Linked DNA regions of Mus musculus: region 2 is linked to region 1. The links are chromatin contacts, called in public Micro-C maps. All regions are on one chromosome and are shown on one strand. Each heading gives the region's core, a stretch centred on a gene start, on an enhancer-like site or on the middle of the called end of the contact. The rest is flanking DNA. Distances are from core to core; before and after follow the strand shown.

Region 1 (3,985 bases), core at 892-3,391:
GTTGAGCTTGCATTCACAGCACTTGAGGCAGCGCATGTGCCATTGCTTGTCTACTGCCAGCAGGTAGTAGCGGTCAGAGATCTTGCCCCCACAGCCAGCACACAACGCTGCCCGGTCACTGCTGATGGACGGCATGGTCTACAAAAGGAGAAAGACAGAACACTGCCATAAGGGACAGCCTACAGCTATGCTCCCACCAAGAAAACTCTCCCTGAGCTCCTTCCCTGGCCCTGGTTATATCTGAATCCGCCTAGAGGACGGTCTAACTGGGCAGCCCATTTTCTCCATCTACCAGGCCCAAGCTGCACAGCTCAGCTCCAGGCAACCACCGAGCCAAGCCGCTGCAGCAACACTTTACAGTTCTAAGTTGTTCTCAGGCCTTAGGTCTCCCTATTCCTGCCCTCGTGCCCTTGCCCCAGGATATCCTCACAGCGGTTAAGTATTGGGACAGAGGGGTCTCTTCCCCCAAGCTCTCCAAGGGAATTCCTCAAAGTGTTTATTAAAGGTGCTGGGCCTCAGAAAAGAACCAAGACAGTAAAGTAAGGTGAGTATTAAAAGTCTTCCTCCACCGGTACTCCTCTTCAGAGGCAGCAGGGTTCCTGGCCCCAAGCCTCAGTAGCCTCTTGATCCTTAGACCAAAGGTTCAGCCCAGGGCAAGTCCAGCAACTTCTGGTTCCCGCTTGGGTCTTGCGAGTAGGTTAAGTGGGATACAGGGCGACCTTCCAGGAGGGTGCAAGGCAGGCCCATGTGAAATTTTTTTCCTAATAAAACTGAGCAGCGGAGGTTTATCCGGAAAGAAAGGCTTAGGGGAAACCCGGAGGTCACGGAGCTGTGGCTCTAGAAGGGAGAAACTCGGGCCAGGCTTCCCACCTCCTCGGTCTCTAAAGGTCACTGCAGCCGCTGCTTAGGCAGCGTCTGCTAGTCTGGCCCCGGGGGAGGCTATTTGGGGCCGGGACAGCAGAGCCAGGTACAGAGAACCTAATGGAGTCTCCTTCCGCAGAAGCCAGGCCGGTGACTGAACTCCGAACCATTGCCTGGCCAAATCTAGCCAGTTAGGAACACGGGTCACGATCAACGGAAAGTGCTGGCCCAGATGTCGCAGGGCCCTGAAACTGAGCTAAGGAGAGAATCCCAGACTGCCAGAAGACTGAAAGCGATTCAAACCAGCTAGGGCTTCCACCGGTTCTCCCTTTTCCCGAGGCGTCGGCGCCAGCACCAGGAGCAAAGTAGTGGAGAGTCAGGTCTGTGGACCGGAGCGCCTCCGGGAGCGGAGAGAAGAGAGTGGCCTCCACTTCCACTCCCCTTCCACTTCTAGAACAACGTTCTCCTCCACCCTCGCAGTCCAGATCTGGGTTTCAACCTTGACTCCCTCCTCCTCTCTAGCAGCTGAGTTTCCCCTGAGTCTGGTGCCCCGGGCCTTGCACCCTGTCCGAGGATTCCCCAGCCTTGGTCCCGTGCGTCTCGGAGGACTCTACCTAAAGTTCGGGGAACAGAGGCGCTGGCTGGCCCCGCCAGGTCCCAGCTCTCAGCCCCAACTCCACAGCCGCGCGCCTACCGTCTCCGTGTCGCCGCGGTCGATGGCGGAGCTGATGGCCGGAGCCTCGCTCTTGGCCCTGCGGTCCATCTCGTCGATGACCCCGTGCACCTCGGGGCCCGACAGACTGTGGAACAGCATCGCGGCGGGACCGGGGATGCGGCTGCCCCGAGGAAGGGCTTGCCCCCCGCCTCAGCTGCCTGGCGCTCCCGGCGTTAACCGGCCCAGTGCATCGCCACCGCGGCCCCGGCCCCGCCCGAGCTCGGCTGCGCCCCCAGGCTGGGCTCCGGGCCGCGGGCGCCTGCGGGCCAGGACGCCTCCCGCCGAGGCGTGGGGGCAGCTACATCGCGGGGCGCCTGGACGGCGGCGCCGAAGCCAGGGTCACAAGGGCAGGGGGTGAGGTGGGGGCGGGAGACCAGGGCAGAGGTCGGCGCCCGCTGTGGGCGCTTTCACGCCGCAGGCATCGCTAGCTGGGTTCTGGCGCCCAGGGCGCAAATCAGGGGCGCAAACTCTGCCCCAGGCGGCGGTGGCTGCAGTCGGGGTTCACCCAGGAACAGCTAGGTGCCCGCGGCGGCCCAGATGCCTGCACGTCTCTTCCCCCCGGGGTGTGTTCCCAACCAAAGGCGAACTGGAGTAGGGGGTCTCCGCGAAGCCTGCGAGCTGAGCCGAGCCACTGGGAGAATTGAAGAGGAGGAGGAGGAAGAGGAGGAGGAGGCGGCGGCGGAGGAGGTGGAGGAGGAGGAAAAAGGAGGAGGAGCAGAGTGGGAGGAGGAGCCGACGGCCGCGGGCCCAGCCGCGCGCAACGCTACCCAAGCGCGCGCCGAGCTCAGCCTCGGCTCTGCAGTCCGCGCCAGCGCAAGCCTCCGCGCCTTTTCTACAGCCGCGCCTGACATCACGTCCTGCCGCCGTGCCATTGGCCGCCCGCCGCCCCAGGCCTTGGCAGCGCGTGCTCCGGGAAGGCGGGAGACCCAAAGGGAGGGGAAAGGCTAGAGGAGGAGAGGAGCGGAGAGAGGAGGTGGTGGGAGCTGGTGGGCGAGGCTGGAGGAGGAGGCGCAAGGGAGGGAGAAGGGAGAGCGCGGGGTTTGGAGTTTTCTAGGCTGCGAACAGTTTCCTGTGTTTCTTCAGGAAGAAAAATTAAACCTTTCCTGGAGTCTCTGTCCTAAAAAAGCGCTGCCAAAGGATGCTTGAGGAAGTCTCCATTCTCCCCCTTGGCCTCTGGAACCTGGGGTTGAGGAGGGGCAGAGAAGACAGACCAGGAGTACTGTTTCAAGAGCCTTCGGCTGCTTCCCGCCCATCTGGGCTTCGGTCTGGGGCGCTACTCTCTGCGCTGCGTTTAGCAGCGCAGCCCTCCCGGGGACCAGGCGCAAGTGCCACCAGAGCAATGACTCCCAAGGGTAGCGGGCCGGCCAGCATATCCTCTCTTCAAGTGAGCTAGGGACTATACTGCCAGGCGTGTAGCTCCTGGATTTCTCCAAAGCTCTGCAGTCTGGAGGCATGTCTTTAGGAACTCAGAAAAAGAAACAAGGAGTCCATAGCTCTCTCCCATGTACGTGCAGTGTGATCCGGAGACAGTGACTCAACCTCCTTTACAATGTTTGACTTTCTCAAAGGGAAACAAGAAGGCCCCCTCCTTTTAGGTGTTTGGGTGTGATGAAAGAAATGAGTGGAAAATATATAGAGCATAGTAGGCACTCAGCGAATTTCTTAATCGCTCCCTCTTTTTCTTTTCCTATTTGGATCTTCTCACTCCGGGATATACTTGGCAGTTCTTAAAGACCAGAGGCCTATTCTCTTCCTTCCTATGGGGTACTCCATCCCACTAGCTCTCCCACTCTGGACCCACCCTGCCACCTGGTTGCACAAGAACTAACAATAACATGGCCTGCCCAGCAAATCCCAACTGCCAGCCCTGAGTCTCGTGGCTGAACCCGGGGCAATGGCTAGGTGTCTGGTGGAACAGGAAGGGATTCGGGAAGAAGAAAAAAAGAAAAGAAAATGTGATTTGGGGTGAAAAAGAAAAAGGGCAAGACAGTTACTGAAACTCCTTTCTAGGTCCGTTTTACAAGTTGCTTTCTTTCCATGTGATAGTGGGGAGAAATGAAGTCTGAAATGTCTGCTTGCCTGGCACAATTAAAGGGAAGCCAGGACCTCTGTAGTTTATCTCACAGGACACACAGTTGAGGCAGCATGAAGTCATACTTTTTACATAGTGTACATAACTTTTGCTCACAAGTAGGTGTTGCACTGGTGTTGCCTAAGCTCGTGCCCATGTGTGAAAATGTTCATGCTCGTCTCTTTTTGGCAAAAATACAGCCAGCACGAATTTTATCTTTGTTAATAACCAGCACAACAGTACAGGAGGTATACAGGTGGGCATCATACGGAGGAGGCATCTGAACATCCAGGACTAACACTTGTGTGCTAAGGCGAGCCTACTTGATCTTCTGTGAG
Region 2 (4,499 bases), core at 19-2,518, 6.8 Mb before region 1:
CAAGCAATTAAAACTTGGCAAATACCTGTTAATAATTATAAAACTTATTCGAGAAAGACCTACCAAATTCGGGAGCAAGTCCTTCTCTTAGATCTGGCAGACTAGTCTAACCTTTCCCACCGGAGAAGGCTGTTTTCTAAGCAGAAACTTGACTGTTTTTGTCTGCCTAGCGAGTTTCATTTCTTTATTTCATTCTTTGTGTGTGTGTGTGTGTGTGTGTGTGTGTGAAGTAACACCTCACTTCTGTGATTATAAATAAAGAAGTGAAAGTTCTCTTGGAACTTGAGTCGTTTACCAAAGTGTATGGGAGAGGGGGGGTCGCAACAGCTGGGAAGAAAACTGCTGTCAGGATAATAGGGTTAAAATTAGGGTAACTTTTGATATTTTATTTTAAATGACCAAGTAATATACACATCGATTTTTCATGGAACTCCTCTCTCTCTCTCTCTCTCTCTCTCTCTCTCTCTCTCTCTCTCTCTCTCTCACACACACACACACACACACACACACACACACACACCACACCACACCACACCACACCACACCACACCACACCACACCATTCCAGACTTTGGGACTGAAAAGTCGGAGTTCAAGAGTCACAGGCACAGTGCTGAGCTCAGCTAACATAAACGTGTTTATCTCCCACCTACTTACATGTTTCACATGCTAACCCTGTAATGATGAGGGCAAGATCGCTTACTCCAGAGTTAAGACTAACATTCACAAATAAAGTTTACAGCACAAATGCCATGTCTTTCCCTCACACACACACTGGCTCATAAAACTAGCAACTTATTTTATTAAATATATATTTTATATGCAGTGGTTTGTAAGTCTCAGCAGAAATACAGACAGACAGCTGTTTCATCCCACAAGCTTGTGTGACCATTTCTTTATTCCAGGACCCCCCCCCCCCAACAATTTCAAATTAGTAGGACAGATCAAAAAATGATATATTTGTATTTTTTTTTAATGTGTCAAACTGGAAAGCCTACTCTGTATGCCTAAGTAAATTTAAAGTGCTTCCTACAACACCCACTTCCCCTTCTCTCTGCCCCCCTTCACCCCCGCTCAGCAAATGTGCGGAAACTGATACTCACTTTCCAGGTTTTCCGCAAAGCTTGTGGCACCGGAGACAATAGGTGCAGGGTGTAGGGACTGGGCGTGCTGGGCGGCAGAGAAAGGGTTAATGGCCCTTGTGTTACAGTTTGCATCTGTTACATCTTTTATAGCCCGCTGTTTAAACTAATCCTCGAGGCACAGCGTCTTCCCACCCCGCGGAGTTTCAGGGCTCTCCTCTTCTCCGGCCTGCCTCCGAGGTTCCCCTTCTCCAAGTTTTGACAGTTTGAGCTGAAAGAATGCAGCGCCTCCCTCGATTTTTAGGTACAAAAGTTTCGAAGCCAAAAAGGACACGATCATTTAGAACAACTTAAATAGTGGCCACGGACTTTCTCTTTCCTTTCTTGAGAGGGGAAGAAAACAAAAACAAAAACAAAAAACAATCTACTGGAAGAATTTAAGGAAATCAGTGTGGGGAAACGTGTGTATGGGGGGGGGGGGCTTAAGTAAATATTGTCCAAGTGGTGAGGTTGGGGGAGGAACAATGTCCAGAGAGGCTTATAATTATATTTCTTTTGCCGGGTAAAATGGGAAATCTTAATTTGGGGGCGGAGGGTGTAGGGAAAGAGACAGTGCCTCGATAAACTCCAAAGGGGAGGGGAGGGGTCGCGGGGCGAGTGGGCTTCCTGTAATTACTATTATCAATTTACCCGAGTGTGCTTCATCCAAGGGCTGTTTTGCGTTGTTTGTTACTTTTTTCCCCTCTTGGGAATGGGGGGGTCGGAGGAGGGATGAGAAAAGATGAGAGCGAAAGACCCCCTCTCCAAGTTCCCGAGCCCGGCTGAGGACTTTTCTGAGGAAGAGGTCCGCCTAGCCTTGAGTCAAGCAGTCTTACTGTACCGCCGTGTGCATTCCCTCATACGGTCAGGAGTTATGACTCATTTTGAAGATGTAATTCTTGTCTCTGATCCCCTCGCGAGTGCAACACACCAAACAGTAACAACACAAAGCGCCTCGGGGCCAAGGCTGGGGGTGGGGGGCGGGGAGGGGGCCGCCGAAGTTTCGCTTTGGCGCTGGGGGCGCGGATGGGTGCTCACCCGGGCCCTGGCCCGGATCCCCTGGGCGGCCCGCGCGCGTTTCAATGGGCGCGGACGATGCCCACATTGTCGCTGTGTTTGGTTGCTAGATCGAGCCTGCGTGCTGCCGAAGCAGGGCGCCGAGTCCATGCGAACTGCCATCTGATCCGCTCTTATCAATGAAGCAGCCGATCATGGCGGATGGCCCCCGGTGCAAGAGGCGCAAACAAGCCAATCCCAGGAGGAAAAACGGTAAGAAGAGGCCCGAACCAAACTTTTCCGGGCCACTCGGCGGCCCGAGACCAGGGGGAAGGGGGGGACAGGGAGAAGGAAGCCGGTGGCGGCGCCTGGGGCTCGCGGGCGAGCCTCCCTCCGCGGCCAGCGCCGGAGCCCCACGCGCGGCCGCTGGACCGGGGGGGAGTTGAGCAAGTGCGGGGCCAAGTGAGCGCCGGGCGCCGGGGGTGGGGGTGGGGGGCTCGGAGCGCTGCCGATCGGACCTGCTCCCCACTCTGCGGCCCCGGCACCCCCGCTGCCTCCGCCCTCTCTGTTCCCCGGCCCGCAGGTCCCCGGCCCCGCGGCAGAAGCGGCCGGCTAGGGCAGGGCGGGGGCTCCGGCGCTCGGGCGCGCTGGACCTCGGGGCGCGGGCGGGCGAGGGTGGCAGGAGGGCGGCGAGGGCAAGGGAGGGGACCCGAGGCTGCCTCTCCGCCAGCCTCAAAGTTTCTTGCTGGAGTCGCTGGGCCGCCTCTCTGTGCGCCAAGTAACGGTTCGCGGGGCAGCGGGGCCCTGGCCAGACGCGGGGAACCGGGGGGTGGGGGGACAAGAGGGACGAGCCGGGAGCTGCGGACTGGGGACCCGGCTCCTCTGCAGCAGGCTCGGGGCCCGCTGCGGGCCAGAGAGCGGGGCGAACAGAGACTTTTCCCGGCAGTTGCTCCTCCACTGCCGGGAGGAGCCCGTTATCCAGGCTGAGTCAGGAAGGAGGAAAGAGATGGGGGTGCGAGGGAACAAGCAGACCAGAGGTGGCAGATTAAAGGGGTGTGTATGTGAGAGTTTAGGTCCATTTTGGAAACGGGCTGTGTAAAAGTGTGTAGTGTGGTGTGTGTGTGTGTGTGTGTGTGTGTGAGAGAGAGAGAGAGAGAGAGAGAGAGAGAGAGAGAGAGAGAGAGACCCCCTAGGTATTACCCTCAAACAAAATCGTGGGAATAAAAGAGAAAAGTGATTGGCAAGTGCGCAGAAGGCGCTTGGGGGAGGGGAGAGAGTTGGGGGACGACAGAGGGTGCAGGGGGTGGATGCTGACGGAGGATACTGAGTTTTAAAGGGAAAAAATGAAAAGAAACGGGGGGGGGGACAGCCCCTCAAAACAAACAAGCGATCCAGCCGCGCCAGCCCAGAATCGGAAAGGAAACTTCATTCTCCTTTCGCTCTCAGCCCGCTTACCGGGCGCGGGCAGTCTAGACGCTTCCGAGCTGGGCACTAGGGTGATAGCACACACCCGGGGATCGCTCCCCAAGCCCGCGCCTGATGGGTACTACTCAGACCCACTTGGAACAACTTTCCACCAGAGAGGACAATTGTGCGCTCCTCTAGCCTGCCCCAATGCTGCACCGCATGCAGAGGGTTGGGGGGTGGGGGGAGTGCAGTGTGGGAGTTTAGGGTCCTGGAGGGAGTAAAACACAAAGACTAAAAGATTCTGTTTAGAGACAAATAATCTCCCTCTCTCTCCTCTCCTGTCTCTTAGCGTGCGTGCCACTGTGTGTGTGTGTGTGTGTGTGTGTGTGTGTGTGTGTGTGTGTGTGTCTTTTGCTTTTTGTGGTGGAGGTGGGGAGCCATATGGGTGATAGAGGAATTTTAGTCAAAAACTGTTCGTTATGTTGCCCTGTCTTTCCTCTTTGTGCTGTCTTTGATCTGTTTGCTTGGCTTAGTATTACAAAAAAACAAGGACAATAATATATTCCAAGCTGGTCCCCAAGATTCCGTTCAGGCTGCCTCTTTTTAAGTATGTGCGTGTGTCTTTCTTTTAATTTAATTTTTTTCTTCATTGCTGCCTGGCATTATTTAAGGTGGTTCTTACACAGGAGACCTCCCCTTCTCCATCTCTGGGTAATTTAGTAGACACTAAAATTACATCCAATGTTCCCCTCTCCTCTCTCTCTCGTGTTTCCTCTGTTCCCTTTATTAAATGTTAGTTATTGATTTTCTAAAATCAATGTCTGTTGTGGGGCTTCCCCCCTCACAAGAATCTAAAGCACTGTGCTGATCATCTGGATAACAAAAGCTTTGTGTCATGAAGATGTGAGAGAGAGAGAGAGAGAGAGAGAGAGAGAGAGAGAGAGAGAGAGAGAGGAATGAGATTTAAAGCTAGTC

The links. Hi-C and Micro-C count contacts between places; a contact is called where the count stands out from the background.
Region 2: a contact with region 1 is called in a Micro-C map of embryonic stem cells, with 11 times the contacts expected there. The contact joins the promoter of Zeb2os here to the promoter of Lhx2 in region 1. A contact is called at or near these places in 6 of 484 Hi-C or Micro-C datasets (cerebellum and embryonic stem cells).

Annotation. Positions count from the first base shown.
Region 1 is chr2:38,349,464-38,353,448 of GRCm38.p6, reverse strand. Lhx2 (LIM homeobox protein 2) reads right to left here and starts at 2,141. Exons shown (of 5, transcript NM_010710.4): 1 at 1,556-2,141; 2 at 1-138. The coding sequence starts at 1,675. Gm27197 (a long non-coding RNA gene) reads left to right here and starts at 2,709. Exons shown (of 2, transcript XR_374289.3): 1 at 2,709-3,985.
Region 2 is chr2:45,107,907-45,112,405 of GRCm38.p6, reverse strand. It overlaps Zeb2os (zinc finger E-box binding homeobox 2, opposite strand), which reads right to left and starts at 1,268. Exons shown (of 3, transcript NR_110572.1): 1 at 1,104-1,268. It overlaps Zeb2 (zinc finger E-box binding homeobox 2), which reads left to right. Exons shown (of 10, transcript NM_015753.4): 2 at 2,249-2,390. The coding sequence starts at 2,318.